2 separate regions of the Anas platyrhynchos genome follow, and region 1 is linked to region 2. The links are chromatin contacts, called in public Hi-C maps. All regions are on one chromosome and are shown on one strand. The core of a region is the stretch at or near the end of the contact, and the rest is flanking DNA. Distances in the headings are between cores, read along the strand shown.

Region 1 (6,763 bases), core at 2,111-4,610, 310 kb after region 2:
AAATAAGGTGTTTTGCATGCATTTAAGTAAACAAGTAGTTTTATTTATATTACTAGTCATATTCAAATTTGTGTGTAGATATAATATTTATCTATCATAGGAAGGAAAAAAAAAAAAAAAACAACAAACCACCTTCTGTCTAGAACAGAAACTTCTACATCTACAACTCTTGCTGCTTAGTTTGGCAAGAGTATGCAATGGAAAGAGACACTCACATGACCAGAAGAGTCCCGCATAATAGAGCAACATAGAGAATTTCCACTCATTTCTGAATGAAGTGCCAAAGCCAAGTAAGGCTGGTTAGAGGAGTACAAGCAACTCCAATCAATATAATTCATCTGAGGCATATGAATTTTAATGGATGTTAACTTACATAAAAAGCATTTTTTCCCAGACATCAACCTGTCATTAACTTCTTTAAAGTCAGAGGGAATGTCTCAAGAATACAATTCACAGATCATTATAAATTTACAGATTGCTTGTCATACTTACCGGTCATTTTTGCCTCAGTGAAAGAACAACTTCAGAAACTTTAGTTTTACTATTTACAAAGAAAAAAGGTTTCACTTTCTAGAAGCACACTTGATAGTAGAAAAACAGAATTCACCTATAATGTAGATGAAGAGAAATTAGGATTAAGACTTGTAACTGGATGGGACTCTTCTAGAAAAGGCAATTATATATGGTATATATTATAATATATATATTACACATATATAATATATATATAAAAATATAATATATATTATTTAAATATTTCAAGGATTTGATTACTCACAATTCTAGTAAAATGCTTCAGTATTTGTACAGGTAAGAAACCGTATTTTCAAAGAACTGTACTGAAAACAGAAACAAGAGTGACATAGGAAAGATATAGTGTCTATTTAAACCTACCACCTTAAAGAACAACCAACCAAATTATTTTCCATTAAGTCAGGCAAGTTTAGCAAGTAACAATTGGACTTAAATCAGTTCCTGCTGTCTAAGACATTGTTCTCATGTGTGGTTTTAAGAATTTCAGATGACAGCAAGTTAACCTTAACTGTTTCTTGTTTAGCTTGCACCGTTTAAATAAATAACACATCTGTTTTCATAGATACAACATCTTTATACGTTCCTCCCCGCCCCCACATTGGGAGGAAGAAGAACATTTGTCTACTAATTTTGGTCTTTGTACATGGGAAATGTTATTCATCACATGGAACATGGATGCAATTAAGTAACCATATTGAGAGCTGCTGTTCTGTTTCTTAAAGCACTAAGTTAACTTGAGTTGGCTTTGTCCTTATCAAAGTGGAATGGTTCCTTCAACCAAGCTGGCACAGTTCAACTGAAATGCACACAATAAGGACAGACAGATGCGGACAAATGAGATAGTCCAGGAGATGGAAAGAATGGTAAGACTTGACAAAACAGGACTTACCAGATGAAGCTGAATGAACTGGGCATCTTTATCAAGATTATATCAAGAAAAGGTTGAGGAGATATTATCACAACCATATATGCATTTGAAGATGGTTATTGAGACAGCAGCTGTCCAATTTGCCGTGTTTACACAGTACAACATGGGAGCTCTACCACATGGCTTTAATGGCATTGATTTCCAGAAAGGGAAAGTTCAGTTTTCTGTCTGCTTGCTAAGCAGAAGGAGAGAGATTCACTAAAAAGGATTACCTAATAAGGATATGGAATTCTCACTACTGGATTTATTTATTTATTTTTAAATGGGATCAATAAGCCTCTCTCAGTAATAAGGTGCATTGGGTGCTTAATATCCAGTCAGAGCAGAGAGGAGCAGTCAAGATGATCAGGTATGGCTGTTAATATTTCTAGGCGTTTCAATTTCTTGTGTTATATTTTTTCTTCCCCCAAAGTTTTGTTTTTTGTTTTTTCCCCTGATGCACTTGTTTTTTGTTGTTTTTGTTATTTGTTTTGTTTTGTTAGTTTGTTTTCACAGTTCAGGAATCGAAAAATACCAACTGTGGCTAAATTAACTTTCCCTCTTAGGGAAGGAAAGTAATACACAAGTCTGTCGGGCATTTATTTTTCCCTCTTAGAAGTAAATTAATTTGTCTACAAACTAAAGTAAATGTAAAATTGGTCCTTGAAATCCAACACTTTTATTCCTAAGACCTTTGGCAGAACAAAAGAGACTCATTAGACGTACTGTGAAGTTAAAACTCATTGAAATCTTATATACAGGCTTTACTCGAATTATATGTGTTGGTTTTGTAAGGTTTTGATACTATTCTTTAAAAATAACTGCCTTTATTCTCATTCAACTGAACTGTTCTTCTCAAGAGACTTCCCTTAAAATTGTCAACTATTGAAATGCCTGTTACTTCCATGGACTTCCAGGATATCAAGACATTACCTCCAATTAAGTGATTTTTCTAAAAACAACAAAGCTCCCTACACACAATAGAAGTTGGGTGAGAACTGACCATTAAATGAGCACAAACACTTGTCTCTCTGTGTGTCCCTCTCCACCTCATGACAAGTCAATCTATACTGACAACATTTTAGAGTCAGCGTTTGTACAAAAAACATCAGGGACTGATTGTATCAAGGATTTCATTTGAAGCAAAGGCAAACTACAGCATTGTTGCCATGGAGGACAGTGGAAAGCCTTCTGAATGAGGCCCTTCCTACATAGAATAAGCAGTGGATAAAAAGCTTGAAAAAAATCCAGTTAAGAAAAAGAAATAGGTAAAAATGATAATCATGAAGCCAAAATAAGCCTGATTCTGAGTTCTCGAATGACAAATAGTTACCTCATGCTGAAGAAAAATAAAAGAGAACAGAATATGGCCAACACACGGAACAACAATTGGTGCTACAGATGAAAGAATACCATGAGTGATGTAAACAAAAGCAGGAGGATAGAGGCTCTGAAGTATGTTTACCAGTGAACCTTATCTGCAGCATTCAGAAGAACATGTACAGAACAATATGACATAGAGGAGGATGATCTGTTTGCGCACGCTCACTGACTGTTATCTATCTTTTATTGTGTTGAGATCTCTTAAGAGTTTCATTGCAATTCTAAAATCCCTTCATTTTGTAAATCCTGCTTATTGGGGTACCTAAAATAGCTCTGTAATGTTTTGTGGCCTGGAGTCACTGATATCTATTCTCAACTTTAATTCTCTTTTAATACAGATTTTGCCAAGAATATATGCCAGCGCATTACAAAACTGTTAAACAAATCACTTCAGGGGAAGTTACTTTTTAAAACACAGTGTTTGGCCTGAGGTAATCACAAGGCTGTCATGGCTACAGACTATTAAGGGTAGAACACGGGAGCAACTGTTTTCATTCTTGGAGAGGCCCCAAAAGGTGGTATTAGGCAATAGCTTTTCTATCTAGAAAACTTGTGTTCTGGATAACGCAGAGTACTCCGATCCTGTTTGACTTAGTGTGCATATGAGTCACTGTGGTACCATGGCCAAATGCCAGTGTCAAATCCCCCAACCCTTTCCTCACATTTTCAGGGGAATATTGCACTCTTCCCTTTCTGTCCCAGACAGGGCATTTGGTGCAGATTTGCTGTGTGATTTTAAACAGCTGCTGCACATCACTGTAGATTCATTGTATTTCAGTGGCAGGTGAAAGGAATTGTGTACTTCAATCTAGTTGTATATACAAGTGGTATACTACAGCTTTTTAAAGACACCGACAAAAGTTTTTTAAAGTATTCTAAGAATCTTCTGAGCAGAGAGGAAAGGTACTCTAACAGTAACTGTTAACATTTCATGTTATACATCCTTAAAATATCCTTGCCACAAGTTTGAAATAAGTATAGGAATACTGTGCAGTCACATAGCCACTTGACAATTTTTGAAAATGCATTTTCAGTCCTATGCTATATTAGTGGAATTCCAGTGTCAATAATTTGTAGCCAATCTACAATTTTCTACTTAAGAAAATCAAGCATTATTTTTTTTTCTATGCAATACTCTGCCCAGCTTTACTGAGCTAAGTTATAAAATGCCTGCTAGAAAAGACTGATTGCTTCCTGGATTATAACTTTACACAAGTAAGCGATTTATCTCAAACATACTGTAATACTGCTAGATTTTAGAAAAAATCACCAGAACAAAAATTGTATTGCAAATTTTCAATCTTACAGCTGTTGAATTATATCCTGTCAGTATTTTGTGGTATAGAGGTAAGCAATCACATACTTAGATGTTCAGAAGATACTAAAATTTATACAAGTCAGGAAGACTGAGGAAAACAAAACAGGAATACAACAGTCAATTTTTGTCCTCATCTTCACTCTGATGAATTTAATTGTGTTAGTTTGTATTTAATCTATACTAGTAGAGCAGAACATTATTTATTGTCTGAGACAGATATGGATTGGATTAACTAGCTTTATTAAAAAGCAAACAGTCCTAAATTGCTGGTATGTTGTATGCTCTCTACTGTCTCTATGGATCAGCACAAAATGAAAAGAAAAAAAAAAAAGAATTCGTGTTTCCATGAGGACATATTATATACTTTTGTTACTTTATTTTCTGTGCTCAGTTGGTATCTTAACATGAGAGAGAGTGAGAACCTGAAGTAAACTGGTGCATTTTTATTTATACAGCTACACTAGAAGAAAGGATGCTTTTTAATAATGTATTAACTAGTGTATTAAAATCCACCAAGAACAAGACAGTTTAGAGAACAAATCCTAAACCCCAGAATCATCCCATCTAAGTAAGACATCTAAACTATGATCATATTTCCCAATTCCCTATATTTCCCTACAGTCAAGAGACACATACCTGAGTAACCTCCTGGTAATGCCTACTTCTCTTCATTGATGATACAAGTTCCAACTTAGCTAGGTGAGATTTTTCCTTCCACGTGGCCTTGTAACTCAATTTCACCTTTACCAACTACACCTATTTAAATGACAACATCTCGTCTATGCTAGAATTTGCAAACATGCTAACTGGCATGCCCACATGAAAATACACTCCACAGAACAATTCCTTGCCTTCCTCAGCTACACTTCTAATGTGCTTCTGTGCCCATATGCACAGAAGGTGAGAAATTAAATAAATAAATAAATAAAAGCTCTAATAAATCTTTTCTATTTCATAAGGAAGCTGTTGTTTTCCTGGGTATCAGTTTGGAACTTTTGGCTTAATCAGATTTTCACTGATTGCCATATTTGGAGGAAAACAGAGCATTACCCTCTGAGACTCACCATCTCGGGTCATCCAGCTGAGTCACTGCACATCATTAAATACTGCTTCTATAGAAATAATGCATTAGGAAGACAAGACATTGTGCAGTGCCACGCAAGTTTTCCTGGCGTGAGAACAGACTTTCCATATTACCCACAGGTGATAAAATCATAGGTAGTCTTACAGGTTATTTCAAACCACTGTTGATAAAATCTTTACATGTCATCATGGCTTTCTGCACCAGGACTATGCCAGAAGATAGACTATAGAAATTACACTCATTCATAGGAAAATCCCTATCTCAAAATATTCTTGCTAGTGGTAGTCATTTCACCCAACATCTTATAGAACTCTAGTTTAATTTCTTTTTCTAAAAGGAGAAAGCACTGGTTACCTTTGTCTTTGTGAAGACAAACTTTCACAAAACCGAACCAAACCAAACCAAACCAAACCAAAAAAAAAAAAAGTTGAATAATTTTAGAGATACTTTTAGTCAAAGAACATAGATGAATTTTCACTTTCAATTAAAACAGCCACTTATATGTCATAAATAATGGCAGAACCAGCATATTCAAGCATGTGAAATAACTTTGTAAAAGGCACATTTCAGAATATGAACACACAGCCTCTTATAACACTGAAAACCTACAGAATTATTTTCCTCTGCTGGTGCTAAAAATAGAATTTTTCTTAAACTGCTCTTAGGGAAAAGTGGGAGGTATCAATCTCAATATCTTGCCCTCAGTGCTTCCGTAAAGTAGGCAAATTATTGCATTATTTGCTGTGACCTCTCTCTCTTTTTTTTTTTTTCTTTTTTTTTTTTTTACCACAGATGATAGTTTGACAGTTCTGTGCTTTCTTTGAACACTTTCTTTGCCATATTATATACTAACATGAACTGGCCAAGTCAAGTGAAAATTATCTAATTATCTCCTTACATAAAACTACAACAATGTCCTGATGGTATGGTGGTATTGTAAGAGGTTAGAATAAAGATCTTAGAAGTTCTGCTACTTTGAAACAGTTAATTCAGCTGAGAATTTTACTTTGTCTTCTTTATGCAAATACAAAATGTACCACAATTTTGTAGTGTCCCACATCAGGCTGATCTTTGAAACCTTGATGAATCCATCAGAAAGCTGAGTAGATTTTGCAATGTTACTCTTAAAGCATGGAAGGGCTGACAGAATATTGCATTGAGTCACCTCCCAGTTTTGGCAAGATTTGTGTTTCATGTTTAGGAGTCATGTCCACAGACATGAGCCACTTAAGCACTATAAGTGTGAAGTTATGATTTTGCCTGTTTGTTCTGGCAGTCCACAGCCCATATCCACCTTTTTGAGTCCTACTGAGATCTGACAAGCACCAGAATGAAGAATCCTAACTTAATGCTTTCTTTCATGTCCTTTTAATTTGATATTTCATTGAAATACATGCTCACCAGATACTGTTTCCCTAATAGTCTATAACTGTAGTTATACAGTATACATAGTTATACTTTTTTCCAGTATACTTAAGTTATTTTTTTCACATTTACTTTTCACCAGACTGAAATGATCATTTCTGGGGGTGAACAA
Region 2 (7,536 bases), core at 192-2,691:
GGAGACAGATAACGTAAGGAGCCTTGATGTTAAAACCTGTATTAGTCCAGGATATGCCTTTGGTGATATCCAATGAGGAGGTGGTTTTAGTGATCTCTGATGAGCAGACTACACAACCTCTCTGGGCTACTTGTGCCAGTGCTCTGTCACCTGCACAGCACGGAAGGGTTCCTGATGTCCATTAACACCAGCGACAGGACCCGCGGGAACGGGGTTAAGCTGAGGCAGGGGAAGTTTAGGCTTGACATCAGGAGGGGGTTCTTCACAGAGAGAGTGGTTGCACACTGGAACAGGCTCCCCAGGGAAGTGGTCACTGCACCGAGCCTGTCTGAATTTAAGAAGAGATTGGACTGTGCGCTTAGTCACATGGTCTGAACTTTTGGGTATACCTGTGCGGTGTCAAGAGTTGGACTTGATGATCCTTAAGGGTCCCTTCCAACTCAGGATATTCTATGATTCTATGATTCTATGTTCAGAGGGAACCTCCTGTCTGCCAGTTTGTGCACACTGCCTCTTGTCCCCTGGTACTGCGCATTGCTGGGAAGAGCCTGACTCCATCTTCTTTGTACCCTCCAGGTATAAATATCCTTCAGGTACTTATAGACATTGATGAGATCTCTCTGAGACTCTGCAGAGTCCCGGCCCTCTCAGCCTCTCTTCACAGGAGGGGTGCTCTAGTCCCTTCATCAGCCTCATGTCCCTTTGTTGGACTTGCTCCAGCATATCCTCATTATTGGATAATAATTATTGGGGGGCCCAGAACTGGACATAGTGCTCTAGGTGTGGCCTCATGTGGAGGAATGGTTAAGTGAAGTAGGACATGTGGATGTTGAGCAGTTAGGAGGCAATGGGCTAGTGAAGTACCGTACTCAACTCATATGAGCCTGGGCACGTACGCAGCAGGGGGGGGGTGGGGGGGGTGGGAAGTCCCTAAGGCAGGACAGTAGCTAAAAGAAGGAGGAACTGACTGAAAAGCCCGGGAAGTGTTAGCCAATCCTGAGCTTAGTTTCTGCAATATGTATGAGTTGATTATGTTTGAACTAGATAAAAGGCAACTGAGCTAACCATTAAAGTTGAAGTTCACTGTTCACTCATATTGAGCGTCTGTGTCTTCCTTCCGTCGACAACAGCCTCACCAGTGCTGAGCAGAGGAAAAGGATCACCTCCCTTGACCTGCTGGTAATACTTAACCTAGTGCAACCCAGTATAGCACTGGCCTTCTTTGTGACAAATACACACTGCCTGCTCATGTTCTACTTGGTTTCCACCAGGATGCCCAGGTCCTTTTCTGCCACACTGCTTTCCAGCTGGGCAGCCCCCAGCATATAGTGATACATGAGGTTGTTTCTCCCCAGATGCAAGGCTTCATGCTTCTCCTCGTTGAACTTCATGAGTAGTGCAACCAATACAAGAGAACAAGAACTTCCTGTCAGACTGTTTCTTCAGATCCCTCATCCTTCCTCCAGATGGCAGCATGACCCTGTGGTTAATCAGCCACTCCTAGCAGTCCCAGGTCATCCACAAACTTGCTGGGGGCACCCTCTTCTGCATGATCCAGATCATTAATGAAGGTATTAAGCGGGATTGGGCCCAGTAGTAACCCCTGGGGTACCTCGTTAGTTACTGATCTCCAGCTGGACTTTGTGCCACTGATCACCCTGCTCTGGGCCTGGCCATCCAGGCAGTTTTCGATCACCTCACTGCCCATCAGGCCGATAACATCGGGAGCTCGTGTAGCAGGATTTTACAGGAGACAGCATAAAAAGCCTTGCTGAAGTCCAGGCAGAATATATCCACTGCTTTCTCTTCATCCAACAGACCAGGCATTTCACCATGTAAGTTTATAAAGCTAGTCAAGCCTGATTTCCTCTTGGTGCATCCATGCTGACTGCTCTTGATTTTCTTGTCATTCGTGTGCTTGGAAATAGTTTCCTGGGTTAGTTGCTCCATCACTTTCCCAAAGTTTGAGGTTAGGCTGACAGGCCTATAGTTCCCTGCCTTGTCCTTCCTGTCCTTCTTGAAGATAGGGGTGACATTTGCTTTTCTCTGGTCTTCAGGCACTTCCCCAGTTGCCATGAATGATCAAAGATTATTGTGAGTGGCCTTGCAAGGTGAGCAGCCAACTCCCTCCACACTTGTGGGTGCATGGCATCAGGACCCACGGACTCTGGAATGCTCACTTCACTGAAGTATTCCTGACCTGATCCTCTTCCACTCAGGGTACATCTTCCTTGCTCCAGCTGTTCCCCTGGTCTCTGTGACCTGGCATTCCTGAAGGCTGGTCTTGCTAGTGCAGACAGCAGCCAAGGTGGCATGAAGGGGATAGGTTTAGGGTTATGGTAAGGGTTATGGTTAGGGCTAGGGTTAGGACTAGGGATGGGGTTAGGTTTAGGGTTAGGGTCAGGGTCAGGGTTAGGTTTAGAAGAGCCTCCTCTTCTCCAGGCTGAACAGTCCTAGCTCCTTCAGCCACTCCTCATAGGACTTGTTCTCCAGGCCCCTCACCAGCTTCGTCGCCCTTCTCTGGACTCGCTCGAGCACCTCGATGTCCTTCATGTAGTGACAGGCCCAAAACTGAACACAGTACTCGAGGTGTGGCCACACCAGAGCTGAGTACAGGGGGACAATCACTTCCCTAGACCTGCTGGCCATGCTGCTTCTTATACAAGCCAGGATGCAGTTGGCCTTCTTGGCCACCTGAGCACACTGCTGGCTCATATTCAGCTATCAACCATCACTCCCAGGTCCTTCTCTGCCTGGCAGCTTTCCAACCACTCATCTCCCAGCCTGTAGCTCTGCTTGGGGTTATTGTGCCCCAGGTGCAGGACCCAGCACTTGGCCTTATTGAACTTCATACAGTTGACCTCAGCCCATCAGTCCAGCCTATCCAGATCCTCCTGCAGAGCCTTCCTACCCTCAAGCAGATCGACACACGGACCTAACTTGGTGTCATCTGCCAACTTACTGAGGGTGCACTCAATGCCCTCATCCAGATCATTGATGAAGATATTAAAGAGGACTGGCCCCAGCACCAAGCCCTGGGGAACGCCACTAGTAACTGGCCTCCAACTGGACTTGACTCCATTTACCATGACTCTTTGGGCCCGGCTATCCAGCCAGTTTCCAACCCAAGGAAGCGTGCGCCAGTCCAAGCCAAGAGCAGCAAGTTTCTTGAGGAGAATGCTGTGGGAGACGGCGTCAAAAGCCTTGCTGAAGTCAAGGTAGACCACATCCACAGCCTTTCCCTCATCCACCCAGCGCGTCACTTTGTCATAGAAGGAGATCAGGTTCGTCAAGCAGGACCTGCCTTTCATAAACCCATGCTGACTGGGCCTGAACACCTGCTTGCCCTGCAAGTGCCGCAAGTTGACTCTCAAGAGGATCTGCTCCATGAGCTTCCCTGGCACTGAGGTCAAACTGACAGGCCTGTAGTTCCCCGGGTCTGCCCTCCGGCCCTTCTTTTAGATGGGCATCATGTTTGCTAGCCGCCAGTCAACTGGGACCTTCCCCGATAGCCAGGAATGTTAATAAATGATGGAAAGCGGCTTGGCCAGCTCCTCTGCCAGTTCTCTCAGTACCCTTGGGTGGATCCCATCTGGCCCCAAAAATCCTGGACTAATGCAGGTTTTAACATCAAGGCTCCTTACGTTATCTGTCTCCCAGAGTCACAGCTGAAAGCTGCAGCTCAAGGAAGTGGTGCTGACAGTCAGAACATCTCCATTGTCTTGCTGATGCCCTACCTTACAAGGTATCCAACCACGGGGCTGGTGAGCGTCAACATTTTCAGTGACCAGTGCTTGTTTCTGGGTGGAGTTCAAAGTCAGTGGAGGGAAGACCTGTGCAGGCTTGGCCCCTTGACTGACTGGCAGGGGGTACACTGCATCTGCAAGATGAAGCAGAGTCACAGAAGCCTGTCAGTCCGTGTGGCCTCAAATACGTCCACATTTGACATCAGGTTCCTGGCAGCCAAAGTAATAGTTACCCCCAACACGGTGGACCTGGAGAAAACGGTCATAGCAGACATCCCTAAAAACCCCATGACACTTCTAACAGTGCAAGAATGCACAGTATCCAATGCACTTGAGGTACCTGAGATCCATTAGAAAAGGAACTTATAAAAGGAATTTTTGGTGACCTGGCATCTGGAAACGATTATTGTTGCCTTATTTAAGTATTCCCAGAGGGAACCTTCTCCTCGTGCCTTGGCCCAGAAGGGCTCTGCAGAAGAAGGGGGCAACGTTCTGAAAGGAAGAAAGCCAGTAGGCCTCTCCTCCAGGCTCTTTCACAAGAGACTACATGTAGATCTTGGTTGGTGGTGCGTCTACCTCTTGTGGGCATTAGTTCTAGCTGTAATTAGGGTATCATCATTTTTCATTGTCCTATACAGTTTGTCTTATGGCTACCAGACTTGAGTCGAGTGGCTGTTCGGATCAGCAACCTCCTTTTTCAAGAGAGTGTTCTTCTTTCATATCCTAAAACCTTTTCTGTCTCAGCTCTGAGAGTGATTCATCCAAAATGCTCTGAAAACATTAAATGGTTAAGTCAGAAAAAGTATTCCAAGAGCTGGGTAAGGAAATGCTGAATGAAGATGAGATGAAGGAGAAGCACCTTAGGCTTCCCCAAATCCAAGACAACAAGCAGCGTAAGCCTTGAGAAGCTGGTGAAATTGCAAGGATGCTGGGAAGGGCAAAAATGAAAGTCAGGACTTTTATTTTCAAAAGAAATTTCATCAGCCTAAACCTTAGCCTAAACCTTAGCCTTTTTCCTGTCCTGTGTAACCAGGTCCCACATTTTCCCTGGTCTTCCTCTTGTCACTTGTGTACTTCTGGAAGCCCTATTATCTCCCTACTGCTTAACATGTTCCTTTCTATAAGTGAAACCAGTCCTAGGTCTAATAAATAATTTTTTCTTGGAAAAATATTAATAAGCTTCTCTTTCTGTCCACACAATCCATTTGCTTTTCAGAATGTATCTGCAACAAAGCACTTCACTTGCTCAGCAATGACATGTGTGATTCTTGTACTTACATTGAGGTTCTATTATATAAAAAAAAAATCAGGTTTCTCTTTTTATAGAAAAAGTGAGGGGCTTGCTGTAAAAAAGCACTGGCATCGCTACATACTTGTAGGAGATTGGGAAGCCCTTCTGTGCTGTGTGGGTAATGGAGCATTGACAGAAGCTGCCCAGAGAGGTTGTGGAGTCTCATTCTTGAAGATCTTCAAAAGCTGCCAGGACATGGTCCTTGTACAGTCTGCTGTAGGTGGTTTTGTTTTAGCACCATGTCCCTTCCCAGGTCAGCCGTTCTGCCATTCTGTAAGCTTACAAATTGTCACGCTTGTCCTACAGCCAATGATGCACCGCCTTGATTTCTTTGACAAGGCAGCTGACCGCATGATAGAAATCACGAAGTCCCTAAACAAGCCTTCCTGACTTCTGAGTTCTGAAGTCTAGCACCTTTCACAATCGTATCAGATAGCCATACTGTTTAGTACTGTTTAGCCATACTCTTTTCAAATCCAGGGCAACCTTTGTTGCATCATTAACTCATCAGGGATGTTACTGCTGACACACTGGACACTGCCTACCAGCCTTCAGCTGCTTGCTGCCCGCAGCAGCACCCACCACACCCTGCAGCTCCTCGCGCTAGGACCCCTGCTCGCTCACTGCAGCACTGGGCCTGGGCACAGCAGCGTAGGCATGGCCAGGCCCAGGCAGGCCTGCTCTGAGAGTAGGGCACAGCTCCCCAACGCGACACCACTTGCAGGAGGCAAGGGACGAGTGGCTGTACCCGTGGAAGCTGCAGGTGGTGCTGGCATGGCAGAGTGACACCGGCTGCTGGCGCAAGGCGCTGGCTCTGGGCAGCCTTTGAGGGTCTCTGGGCAGCCTCGCACCTCAGTGCAAGCAGAGTGGGATATTTCACTTCTTTTGTTGAGCCACTTGCTAAACAGGGCCCACACCTGTAGATGCTTTCCCAGTGCTTTTCCGCACTCTTCTTACAGACCACACCACAGAACATCGCTCATATATGCTCATCTGTAATTTATACATGCCTGAGTAGGTTTCACTTCCTTCCCTATGTGTGCTAACTTCAAGTAACATCTCCAACAAAAGAATTGTTTGCAGGTCCAAAAATTTCTCACTCGTTCCTTCCAAAAAATACAAAAGTCAAATGTTCTAGGAAAATATCCTAGGACTCAGGAACACTGCAGGACAAAAGTAGCTTTACCTACTGCTGACAATGTAGAGAGGCCCACCCTTATAGCATACACAAATTTTTATGAGCCAAAGATTTATCTGTAAAGCTTACATGGTCTGTTCTGAAAGTAGTAGGACTCATTTTTTTTTGAAAAAAAAAATTATTCATGAGAATAGAACAAACAATTGGAATTTTTCAAAGTAGCACCCTTCTGCATCTACACACTGCTGTCAACAAGTTTTCCAGTTTTCGTACGCCTCCAGGAATGCCTGGACCGGAATGCTGTTTAGCTCCCTCGTCATGGCCTCTTGAAGTGCTTCTACTGATGCGTGATGCTTCCCCTTGAGGGTCGATTTTATTCTTGGGAATAGAAAAAAGTCTGGCAGGGCCAAGTTGGGGCTGTAGGAAGGCTGAGGCAGTGTTGCCACCTTGTGCTGGGCAAGATACTCCACTACGCGGAACGCTGTGTGGCTCCGTGCGTTGTCATGGTGCAGCTGCCAATTGTTGACGATGGCTGGGCGGACACGAGCAATGCGTTTTTGCAGTCTTGTGAGGACTTCCACGTAAAAAACGGCATTAACTGTTTGTCCGGGTGTTACAAACTCTTTGTGGTGACTCCATGTTGATCAAAAAAACAAATGAGCATGGACTTTTGCTTGGATTTGCTCATTCGTGCTTTCTTGGGGCGTGAGGAAGCAGGGATGTGCCATTCTGTGCTCTGCCGCTTACTCTCCGGGTTGTATTCAAACACCCACGTCTCGTCACCGGTCACTACATTGTCCAAAAAGTCGGGCTCCTCATTCATATGATGAAGAAGATCCTGGCAGATCGCTTTCAGGTTGGCCTTTTGATCCTCTGACAACACTCGCGGCACAAACTTTGCGCACACTTTCCTCATGGCTAAGTTTTCTTTCACCATCTCAAAAACTTGGGTTTGAGGAATGCTCAAGTCATCAGCAATCATTCTGATACTCATCCTGCAATCACGGTTCAGTAAATTTTTCACTTGCGACACATTTTCGTTGGTCTTGCTTGTCGAAGGGCATCCGGAGCGGTCGTTGTCTTCCACTCTTTCCCTACCTTCTCAGAACAGCTTGTGCCACTCAAAAACACCCGATCTACGCATGGCAGCATCGCCGTAGGCCTCCTTAATCATGTCGTGAGTCTCTTTGCCCTTGTTACCAAGCTTTACACAAAATTTGATTGCGTATCGCTGCTCCAGTAAACGCTCCATGATTCTCTGTAATGAGGCGTTTCGACAGGTGTTCACAGTACAAGCGACCTGCTCTCTTCAACGGCCGACAGCTGACTGCCAATTTTTCCCAGTGTTCCCAATATCCCCC

The links. A called contact is a pair of places that touch in the nucleus more often than the background predicts.
Region 1: a contact with region 2 is called in a Hi-C map of subcutaneous adipose tissue, with 2.3 times the contacts expected there. The contact joins two enhancer-like sites. A contact is called at or near these places in 4 of 8 Hi-C or Micro-C datasets (liver, skeletal muscle and subcutaneous adipose tissue).

The regions. Positions count from the first base shown.
Region 1 is chr1:71,274,186-71,280,948 of IASCAAS_PekinDuck_T2T, forward strand. No RefSeq gene overlaps it. Among named protein-coding and RNA genes, the nearest start is that of WNT7B, 170 kb to the right of the region's middle. Within about 2 kb of position 3,361, at least 2 of the 8 cell types and tissues checked have an H3K27ac peak or open chromatin away from gene starts, as enhancers often do. A contact at or near this core is called in subcutaneous adipose tissue, where this site is marked.
Region 2 is chr1:70,964,535-70,972,070 of IASCAAS_PekinDuck_T2T, forward strand. No RefSeq gene overlaps it. Among named protein-coding and RNA genes, the nearest start is that of CDPF1, 5.7 kb to the right of the region's middle. Within about 2 kb of position 1,442, at least 1 of the 8 cell types and tissues checked has an H3K27ac peak or open chromatin away from gene starts, as enhancers often do. A contact at or near this core is called in subcutaneous adipose tissue, where this site is marked.